3 separate regions of the Sus scrofa genome follow, and all the other regions are linked to region 1. Evidence: chromatin contacts called from public HiChIP or PLAC-seq data. All regions are on one chromosome and are shown on one strand. Each heading gives the region's core, a stretch centred on a gene start, on an enhancer-like site or on the middle of the called end of the contact. The rest is flanking DNA. Distances are from core to core; before and after follow the strand shown.

Region 1 (2,970 bases), core at 133-2,632:
ATGTAAGGCCACTTTTGTGCTACAAGGGCTAAGTAGTTATGATAGAAATCATATGACCTGCAAAGTGAAAAATATCTACTATCTAGCTCTTCATAGAAAAAGTTTGCTATCCCTTGCCTAAGACTGTCAGAGTATGATTGTGTTCCCATGATTGCAAGGCAAGTTTAGCACAAGACCCAGGATTAAAGATCTAGACCTTTGTGTGAGCAGTTGAGGAAGCCACTGCCTCAGGTGAGAACCTGAGGATGTCAAGACCCTTAAAGATGAAGTCCTAGACAGATTTGTCTGAAACCATTCCAGCTCTGGAATTTTCAGCTCTTGAAGTCAATACCTTATTTAAAATCTTAAATTAGCTAGAATTGGTTTTTGTTGCTTGTAGCCAAAGAAACTTAAGGGATAAAGTCATTTTGAAGAAATCCCGCTTTAGGTGTGGAGGGAACAGGATTAATTAGTTCCCAAGATCTTTGCCTTATGGTGAAAACAGCAGACACCTGGCAGAAGATGCAAAATCCATCCTAATAGCGCCCTCTAAGACCTGAATTTGTCCTGTTCTGGGAGAAATCCTAGAAGCTCAAGAGATGAAATTAGTGTCTAAGACTTTCACTTTTATTACATGTCTATGTCTTCCCTAGGTATAAATACCAGGGGTCTTCAGGACTTAGGATTTTTATATTCTCGTACTGGAATTACCCATATACTACATGCTTTATCTTGTATAGACGCTTCAATATCAAATATAAACTTACAGTCAAATAAGACTATAAATACATGTAATATTTTGATTTTAATATTTTTAGAAATTTAAATCTATTTTTTTTCTTATTAAATCCACACCCTGCCACTTAAGCTGCAAAGCATGTTTTTGCTTAGTAACCTAGGGAAAGGTTGTGACATGGTAGGAAACAAAATAAAGAAACCAAAGAGACCCACACCTTTAAAGTGATGGCACGCCTCTGGGTGTGGACAAATTATTTGCATGAAATACCACTTGTAAGGGTTGCTTTTTGCTTCTGAAGAAGGAAAGATTCTCCAGAGTATATACAGGAAAGAAAGGGAAAATTGAAAGAGAGAGGGTAATGGCAATACAAATGGATGGGCCTTAGACAGAGGGTTTCTGAACTGCTGGCGGCCTGGCGAGGGCATCTTTCTTAGGTTCTCTGACTGGACCCAGGAAGCTTTCTGCACCTTCTCTGGCCTCTACTATGTGGTGTGTGGGCTGCACTGCCATGCCTAGGTAGGCCTGGGTAGATCCAGGGGAAGCTGGCAGGGGTGTGTGGTGTGAGGGTGCTAGACGGGGAGATGAACTATAGCCCTCAGGCCTCCGTTTGTACTCCTCCTTCTCTCCCTCCATGGTACAGCCAGTCTGGCCGGCCCTGCTTTGACAGAAACCCAGAGAAGTGGCAAAATTCCCAGGTAGAGTTTTGAGAGAGAAGAGTTCTAAATTTATTGAATAGAATTTTCACGACCTTTTGCTCCTCCTGCAACATCAGAGTTTAACATGGAAATTAAATTGAGTCAAAGAAGACAATTTCTCGCAACCTGAGTTTATGGATGAAGATTGATGACCTTCTAGGTCAGATATATTTGTCTGTTAGTTTGGAAAATCAAGAGCTGACTTCACTTCTCAGTCATTCCAAGTACGACAGTGACATTTTGGCTGCACACCAGCAGCCAACAGCATGCAAGTGTTAGCACAGGTTATTTGTATTTCATGTTTCTAGATTTTGCTTCATTGCAACATTGCTGTTCATTTTGAAAAACTTTTTTATTCATTTGATTATGAGGTCTATTCTTGATTGAGAAAGGGTGAATCACAGGTTTCATTAGGAAGCTCTTAAGAGAGATTTTCATTTTCTTTACCATGGAACCAATGAGATAGTAGAACAAGAATACATTAATCTGTATAATTGTTTCCCTCCTCTAATACATAGCAGGTTTTGTGGAAATATTAACACAACAGCTGTGCTGAATAATTCTTCTTCAACCAAACAAAGGACAATGTGATTAATCTATTGTATTTCTAAAATCTCCTGTTTTTCTCATCCTTCACTCAGGGAAAAAAGGGAGGTGAGAAAACAGAAAGTGAGCTATGGTGAAAGCTTTTCACTGGCAAAGTAACAGGAGGCCCTCGATGTTACTTCTGGCCCAAAGGAAAGTAGGTGTCTTATGGGTCAGTGGTTCTCAATCAGGGGCTGTTTTGCCCACGAGGGTATTTGACAAGTTCTGGAGACATTTCTGGCCGTCATTTCTGGTGGGGTGGAGAAACGAGGAAGGGGTGCTATTGGAATCTAGTGTGAGCAGGCCAGAGATGCTGCTAAATATCCTACAATGCAAAGGAGGGTCCCACCCCAACAGAGAATTCTCTATCCCCAAATATCAACAGTAGTGGCAAGGTTGAGAAACCCTGCTCTTGAGGTAATCAGGAAAGGAGATAAGATTTAAACAAGTTAGTGGGATGGCAGGGTTTTTTCAGAATGAGAGGAGGCACATGGACATCTTTGAAAAACAAGGAAAGAAGAGGAAAGTATTTGAAGAGTTAGATAATTCTTTTATATTTGAGGCAAATTTTAAAGGGAGATTCTGTCTGAATGTGTGTATTCTTACCAACTTTTTAAGGAAAGAATAAAATTCCTTGAAATCAGTATTATGGTTGTTAAAATCACAAAAAGAAGACCATGATTATGTTTCACAATTTGGCGTGCTCATCCCATATGATAATTTATTTTTATGCTGAGTGGAAATAATGTGTAAACAAAACTATGGAAGTGGGAGAGCAGGGGATATTGTCACCTGGCTAGATTGTATAGACCAGTGAATTACAGGGGAAAAGGTATCCTGAGCATGTGGGAAAGGTCTTCAATGGCAATAATGGGGTTTGAGTTCACTCAGCAGAAGTGGGGTGAGAAGCAGGAAGGGGATGTATTAGGGTTCTCCAGAGAAACAGAAACACTAGGATATGTGGTTTATCTA
Region 2 (2,970 bases), core at 275-2,774, 200 kb after region 1:
AGCATATTATCTCTAGCTTTGTTATTTTTCTCAAGAGAGAAAATAATTTTTTAAAGCTAGTTTCATTGATCTCAGCAAGGATTTTGCTTTGTTAAGACTGCAGGCAATGAGTTTTAAAGTCCCATCCGGCCACTAACTGATTGAATAATGTTGTACAAGCTCTTTAAGCTTCTGAGACTCAGTGTCCTTATCTGTAAAATGAAAAATGATAAAAATATACTCACCTGTTGGAATTGTTGTAATGAAAAAAGTTATTTATCACAGTTCAAGAGAGAGAGACAGACAGAGAGAGAATAAATATATTTTATTTTAAAGAATTGGTTCATGTGGAGTTCCCATCGTGGCGCAGTGGTTAACAAATCTGACTGGGAAACATGAGGTTGCAGGTTTGATACCTGGCCTTAGGTTAAGGATCTGGCGTTGCCGTGAGCTGTGGTGTGGGTCGCAGACAAGGCTTGGATCCCACATTGCTGTGGCTCTGGCATAGGCCGGTGGCTACAGCTCCTATTAGACCCCTAGCCTGGGAACCTCCATATGCCACGGGAGCGGCTCAAGAAAAGTGCAAAAAAAAAGTCAAAAAAGGAGTTCCCGTCGTGGCACAGTGGTTAACGAGTCCAACTAAAACCATGAGGTTGCAGGTTCGATCCCTGGCCTTGCTCAGTGGGTTGAGGATCCAGCGTTGCTGTGAGCTATGGTGTAGGTCGCAGACATGGCTCGGATCCTGAGTTGCTGTGGCTCTGGTGTAGGCTGGTGGCTACAGCTCCAATTAGACCCCTAGCCTGGGAATCTCCATATGCCGCAGGAGCAGCCCTTTTAGAAAAGGTAAAAAGCCAAAAAAAAAAAAAAAAAAAGCCAAAAAAATAAAAAGAATTGGATCATGTGATTGTAGAGTCTGGCAGGTCCAAAATTTGAAGGGTGGACCGTCTGGCTAGATATCCAGGGAAAAGTCAAAGCCACAAACCAAGAAAATTGTTTAGTTGGTGAAAAGACCCCTTTGTTTGCCCTCTTTGTTTACCTCTTTGTACTTGATAGAAATCACACTTGATTAGATGATTTGGTTAGCACTGGATGCGTGAAAGAAGTCGATTTATTGGAGTACATTTTGGAGATTTGTAACATCAATAAATAAAAAGTGGATGTTTTCCTGAGCTTTCTGTTGATTTAATTCAAACGCAATGATTTGTTTAATTTAGTTCTCTCTCCCCCTGCTTTGGGTGAGATTTTGTAGTCTCATCAACTACGCTTCTGTTCAGGACAGTGACCTCGTGACTGATGAGGACTGGTTGTCTGTGCTGTGCCTCGCACAAGTATAACACACACCACTCTGTCTCAACACTACGTATGAGAACAATTGCCTTGAAAGATTAATTGCTGCTTTTTCAAAGGTGTTCAAAGAGGAAGCCAAATTCCTATTGCTCCCTTCACCTACCATTTTCACAAGAGGCATTGCACAGGTTGACTCTTACCCCTGGTTGCCCCAAACCGGTGTAAAAGGTCTGGCTTGACTCATGGAGATTGGCTTTGGCTGCTGGGCAAAAGAGCCAAGCCCTAATCCTGATTATTGCATAAGAGCCTTCTGTGTGGTCTCGTGGAAGGAATACTCGGCCAGGAGTCAGGAAATCGGAGATCTGTTCCCAGTCCAGTTTTGAGGGCAAGTGGCAGGGCCAGCTTTGCTGGACTCCAATGGGGCTTGTCAGCCTCCAGCCTTCAGATTTCATTCAGTGCTCCTTAAAAAAGCAAGGCTTTTGAATTCACACATCTTTTGGTTTGAATCTTTATCACTCGTGAACTTCAACTAGTATGTTTACTTCTCTCAGTCTCAATTTTCTCATGTATAAAATGGAGAAATTACCTACATCATTCCACTTAAGTGAAAACTGAATGAAATAATAGACATAGCATTGTACCCTATAGATACAGCATTATGTTTGGCATATAATGATCTCACTTCTCTCCTTTTCCTCTTGGTGCTGATCTCACCATTTTCTTCCCTAACCCACTTTTGAATAATTTTCAGAGAAGAAAATATATAAATTAAGCTGTGTATTATTGGCTAATAAGACATAGTAATTGTTCCTTCCCAAGTATATTGGCATTTCAATAAGGAAAAATGAGAAATTATAGCTACCGTGATCATATTGAGGCAACAGAATGAAACCAATAGGGATTGTGTCTGGAGTCAGGAGAAACTATCCAGGAATTATTTTTATCACAGCATTTTTGACTCAGTCTTTTGAGTTAATCCTTCTAAAACTTAAGTTGCTGGTATTTTGAAACAGGTAGATATCAGGATTGTTATCAGTTACACTTCAGTGTGGTTTAGCTTTTCAGATCCCTTTTCAGAAGGGAAATTTTAATCTGTGTGTGTTGAGGAGAGTAGAATGCAGTTCATACAACCTGGATATTTGAGGAGTTAGGGAGAACAGGAAGATGGGAGATATGAAAGATAACCTGCACATGGTTATACTTGTACCCAGAAGTATAAGAATAAAATAGAGTTACTGGTATAAATAATTTTGAAATGGTTAAAAATGTTAATGCGTAGTATTTTAATTATTCTTTATTTTAAAATTTTCTACTCAAAGGCACAGTTCAATTACCCATAATTATCATTATGCTTCCAAAATGCCCATAGAAAGTCACACATTCCCTTCCTGTTGAACTGTGGCTCTCCAAATCATAGTATTTTCCTAGGATTTTACTGTTTAAAGTTTCATTGCAGTATTTGTGGCAAACTTCTATTGTGTATGGTATTATATGACAACAGCGATGCATCGTGCCTAAAAGCTATAATGACCAGCTATTCTGTGGTCAGTAAAAGGAAATTATATAACATTAGTTGCCAATGTGCTCTTAAGAGAAAAGTCTTCCCATTGCTCTAGCCCACCCCCTGCCCCTGTCACTTGCCACTAATAGTAGGTTTTACAAATAGGTTGAGAGTAAGTGGACCCTGGAGTACTATTCTCTGTA
Region 3 (2,970 bases), core at 238-2,737, 180 kb after region 1:
TTGATGTACACATAAAATCATGCTAACACTCTCCTGAAAAGATGCAAATTCCTTTACTCAGTTTTGGTTAATGTGCCTTTCTCTTCGAGTTCAATCACAGCTGAATCACATTCCCTTTTTGATATGCTCTAACTTAAATCCTGAGATATAAGCTTAGCTGCTGTTAACACAACTGATATCTTGGGGGTTGGAGAGAGAAAAAACAGAGCTGGTTAATAAAAGTACAAATCATTCACATAAAAATAAGGAAGAAATACATATTAGCGTTTATTTCTGCAACTGGTAACATGTTTTTATTAATTCTATACTTCATTTTGCCACCCATATACTCTTTGCCTTCAGCAAGCACCTTGTGTAGTCATAATTCTCTGCCTAGTAGGACAAACCGAACATTTATTCCTAAAGGGCATAAATGATTAGCAGCTTTGCTTTAGTTTTTACCACACTGTGTGGAAGTACTAAGATGTATCCTTTTGAGATTTACAGACACACTCCTCCTAACCTTCTTAGTGTAGTGGAAACTTCATATCCTCTTGATGATCAGAATCAGTCACTTCAGCCGAATTAAAATTCCTCTTCTCTACCCATTGACTCACTACCACGAGTACTTTTATGTAGCCAGATGACACTGTCAAATTTCCATTTAATGGAACGCTTTCTGTGGCCCCCAGGAGACTCATTCCTTCCTTGAGAACTAAGCCCTTTAAGCCAGAAGAACCCAGGTTGTAGAGCTGAGAAGCAGTACTTTTGTTAGTGACTCATCAGCAGTCAGTAGTGAGATAAGCCACATCCACTTCCACTTCTGATTCCCAGACCTGTGAGGCCTGGCTGTGAGAGAAGCATTGTAAGTTAAACACTGACTTATCCTGAATGGCATTACTCTAGTCCTTCAATGTGTTGTCATCCATCTGACATCATAACCCAGTCTTCAAAAGGTCATTCTATCAGGTCAACTGTTTCAGAGTGATGGAGAAGGTAATAATGCAAGGGAATCTCATGCACACAGACCTAATGCTGCCCTTTCTTAGCTGTAGAATGATTTCTTTCATCAGAAGCTGTGCAGTATGGAATATCATGGTGGGGAACAAGTCCACAGAGGGTGATTTTGGCAGAAACATTGCAGGTAGGAAAGGCGAATGTATATCCACAGTAGGTTTCTGTTCCATTGAGAACAAAGAATCGACCTTCTAGGATGGAAGTAATGTAATCACTCTACTTATCGCCCTGCAACCTGCTGATCCTCCTGGAAATAGTGTCATATAGGGCTCAGTATTAACTTTCAGCAGCAGATTGGCCACTCAGCAGTAGCTGTTGCCAGATCAGCCCTGATGATGAGAAATGCACATTGCTTAGCCCATACAAAATCTCTTTGCCTGCTGCCCGTAGCTACTTTGTTTATGAGCTCATGGGACAAAGACAGGGATAGCTGCAAAAACAGGCTCACTCATGCCCACAGAGTGGATCATGGTGTCCTCTGCTGCTGAAGTGGCTCTTGTGGGAAGAGGTCATGAGAGGATGTGACCACCTGTTGACCTGCAAGCTGGGCCCAGGCAATATGTGACCTCTTACCCCCTCCACATCTTTGAAATGTGCATTCCTCTTGCTTTCCCTGTGCTAGCCTTGAGAGAGTCTGTGAGTCCATCTGAACTGTGTATGTGACTGAACCCAGTTAAGGCTTCTATGTATAAACTTTTTAGATTCTGGCAGGCAGGCATGGAGACAAGCCTCCCAAGTAAGTTCCCTTGCTTATTAAAACTGCCAGCTCCCAACCCAGAGTGGACTGCCTCTTTCTGTAGTTTCTCCTTGCTCTCTGTGTACAGGGACCAGTTTACAAATCAACAGCTCTTTGGTGAGCATTGATGAAGGACCAAACGATTCTCATGATTTATGCCCAGAATCTACCCACATACTTCTTGTCAGACCTCACTATCACCGATTTTCCAATCACTTTGCTTCTCACTGATGACTAGCCAACCAAGCTATTAGCCACGGCCCATGTCTCAATATGTATCTTCCCATCTCTTTCCCACAAAACTTTCCCCAAGGATTAGGAAGTGGGCAAGAGTGTGTTCTTTGTTCAGTCTATTCAACATTCAACTAAAACTTTCAGTCATTTCTATAAGATGAGCAAAAAAGACAAGAAAGGAAGTATTTTCTAATTTTTAAAAAATATTAGAAAGGAAAAAGTAAAGCTATCTTGACTCACAGGTAACATGATCATGTACGTAGAAAACTAATCTAAAAAAATACTGCTGATGCACACAAATGATTTTAGTAATGTTGCAGATACAAGGTCAATGTAAAAAATCAATTTTATTTCTGTTACTAGCAAAGAACAATTGGAAGATAAAATAAAAAATAATACTATTTATAACGTCAAGTGATATAAAATAAGAATAACTAAAATATGTGCAAGATCTGTTACACTGAAACTAAAAAATGTTGGGAGAAATTAAAGATGATCTAAATAAATAGAAGTATATACCCTGTTCATTAATAGAAATACTATTTTTAAGATGTGAATTTTTTCTAAATTGATTTATAAATTCAAAGTATTCCCAAACAAAATCTCAGGAGTTTTTTTTTAAAAAAAATACATAGACAAATAAAATGTACATAGGCGTTAACAAGATGATTTTAAAATTTATATGGCTACTCAGAATAGCCAGAACGGTCTTGAAATAAAATTATACTTTGGGGGTATTTGTACTTTTTGCTTTCAAAACTTACTATAATTGTGATGATGTGATGTTGTGTAAAGAAAGACTAATAGTTAAAAGCAAATATTATGTCTAGAAACAGATCCACATTTACAATCACTTGATTTTTTCTAACCAAGGTACCAACATTACTTAAATGGGGGTAAAGAAAGTCTTTTTAACAAAAGGTTTTGCAAAAGATAACTTATATGAAAAAAAATATGAACCCCAAACCTCACCCCAAACCACCCATGAAAATTAACTCGATAGA

What was found. HiChIP or PLAC-seq counts read pairs in DNA pulled down with a chosen protein or histone mark.
Region 2: an H3K27ac HiChIP or PLAC-seq map of skeletal muscle shows a contact between it and region 1, with 4 times the contacts expected there. The contact joins two enhancer-like sites. A contact is called at or near these places in 1 of 47 Hi-C or Micro-C datasets (psoas muscle) and 1 of 2 datasets of contacts at active chromatin or transcription factors (skeletal muscle).
Region 3: a contact with region 1 is called in an H3K27ac HiChIP or PLAC-seq map of skeletal muscle. The contact joins two enhancer-like sites. A contact is called at or near these places in 2 of 47 Hi-C or Micro-C datasets (embryonic fibroblasts and psoas muscle) and 1 of 2 datasets of contacts at active chromatin or transcription factors (skeletal muscle).

Annotation. Positions count from the first base shown.
Region 1 is chr1:28,533,128-28,536,097 of Sscrofa11.1, reverse strand. No RefSeq gene overlaps it. Among named protein-coding and RNA genes, the nearest start is that of AHI1, 32 kb to the left of the region's middle. Within about 2 kb of position 1,382, at least 4 of the 83 cell types and tissues checked have an H3K27ac peak or open chromatin away from gene starts, as enhancers often do. A contact at or near this core is called in skeletal muscle, where this site is marked.
Region 2 is chr1:28,333,550-28,336,519 of Sscrofa11.1, reverse strand. The region is part of intron 2 of PDE7B (cAMP-specific 3',5'-cyclic phosphodiesterase 7B); the gene reads left to right. Among named protein-coding and RNA genes, the nearest start is that of PDE7B, 91 kb to the left of the region's middle. Within about 2 kb of position 1,524, at least 2 of the 83 cell types and tissues checked have an H3K27ac peak or open chromatin away from gene starts, as enhancers often do. A contact at or near this core is called in skeletal muscle, where this site is marked.
Region 3 is chr1:28,350,523-28,353,492 of Sscrofa11.1, reverse strand. The region is part of intron 2 of PDE7B (cAMP-specific 3',5'-cyclic phosphodiesterase 7B); the gene reads left to right. Among named protein-coding and RNA genes, the nearest start is that of PDE7B, 74 kb to the left of the region's middle. Within about 2 kb of position 1,487, at least 3 of the 83 cell types and tissues checked have an H3K27ac peak or open chromatin away from gene starts, as enhancers often do. A contact at or near this core is called in skeletal muscle, where this site is marked.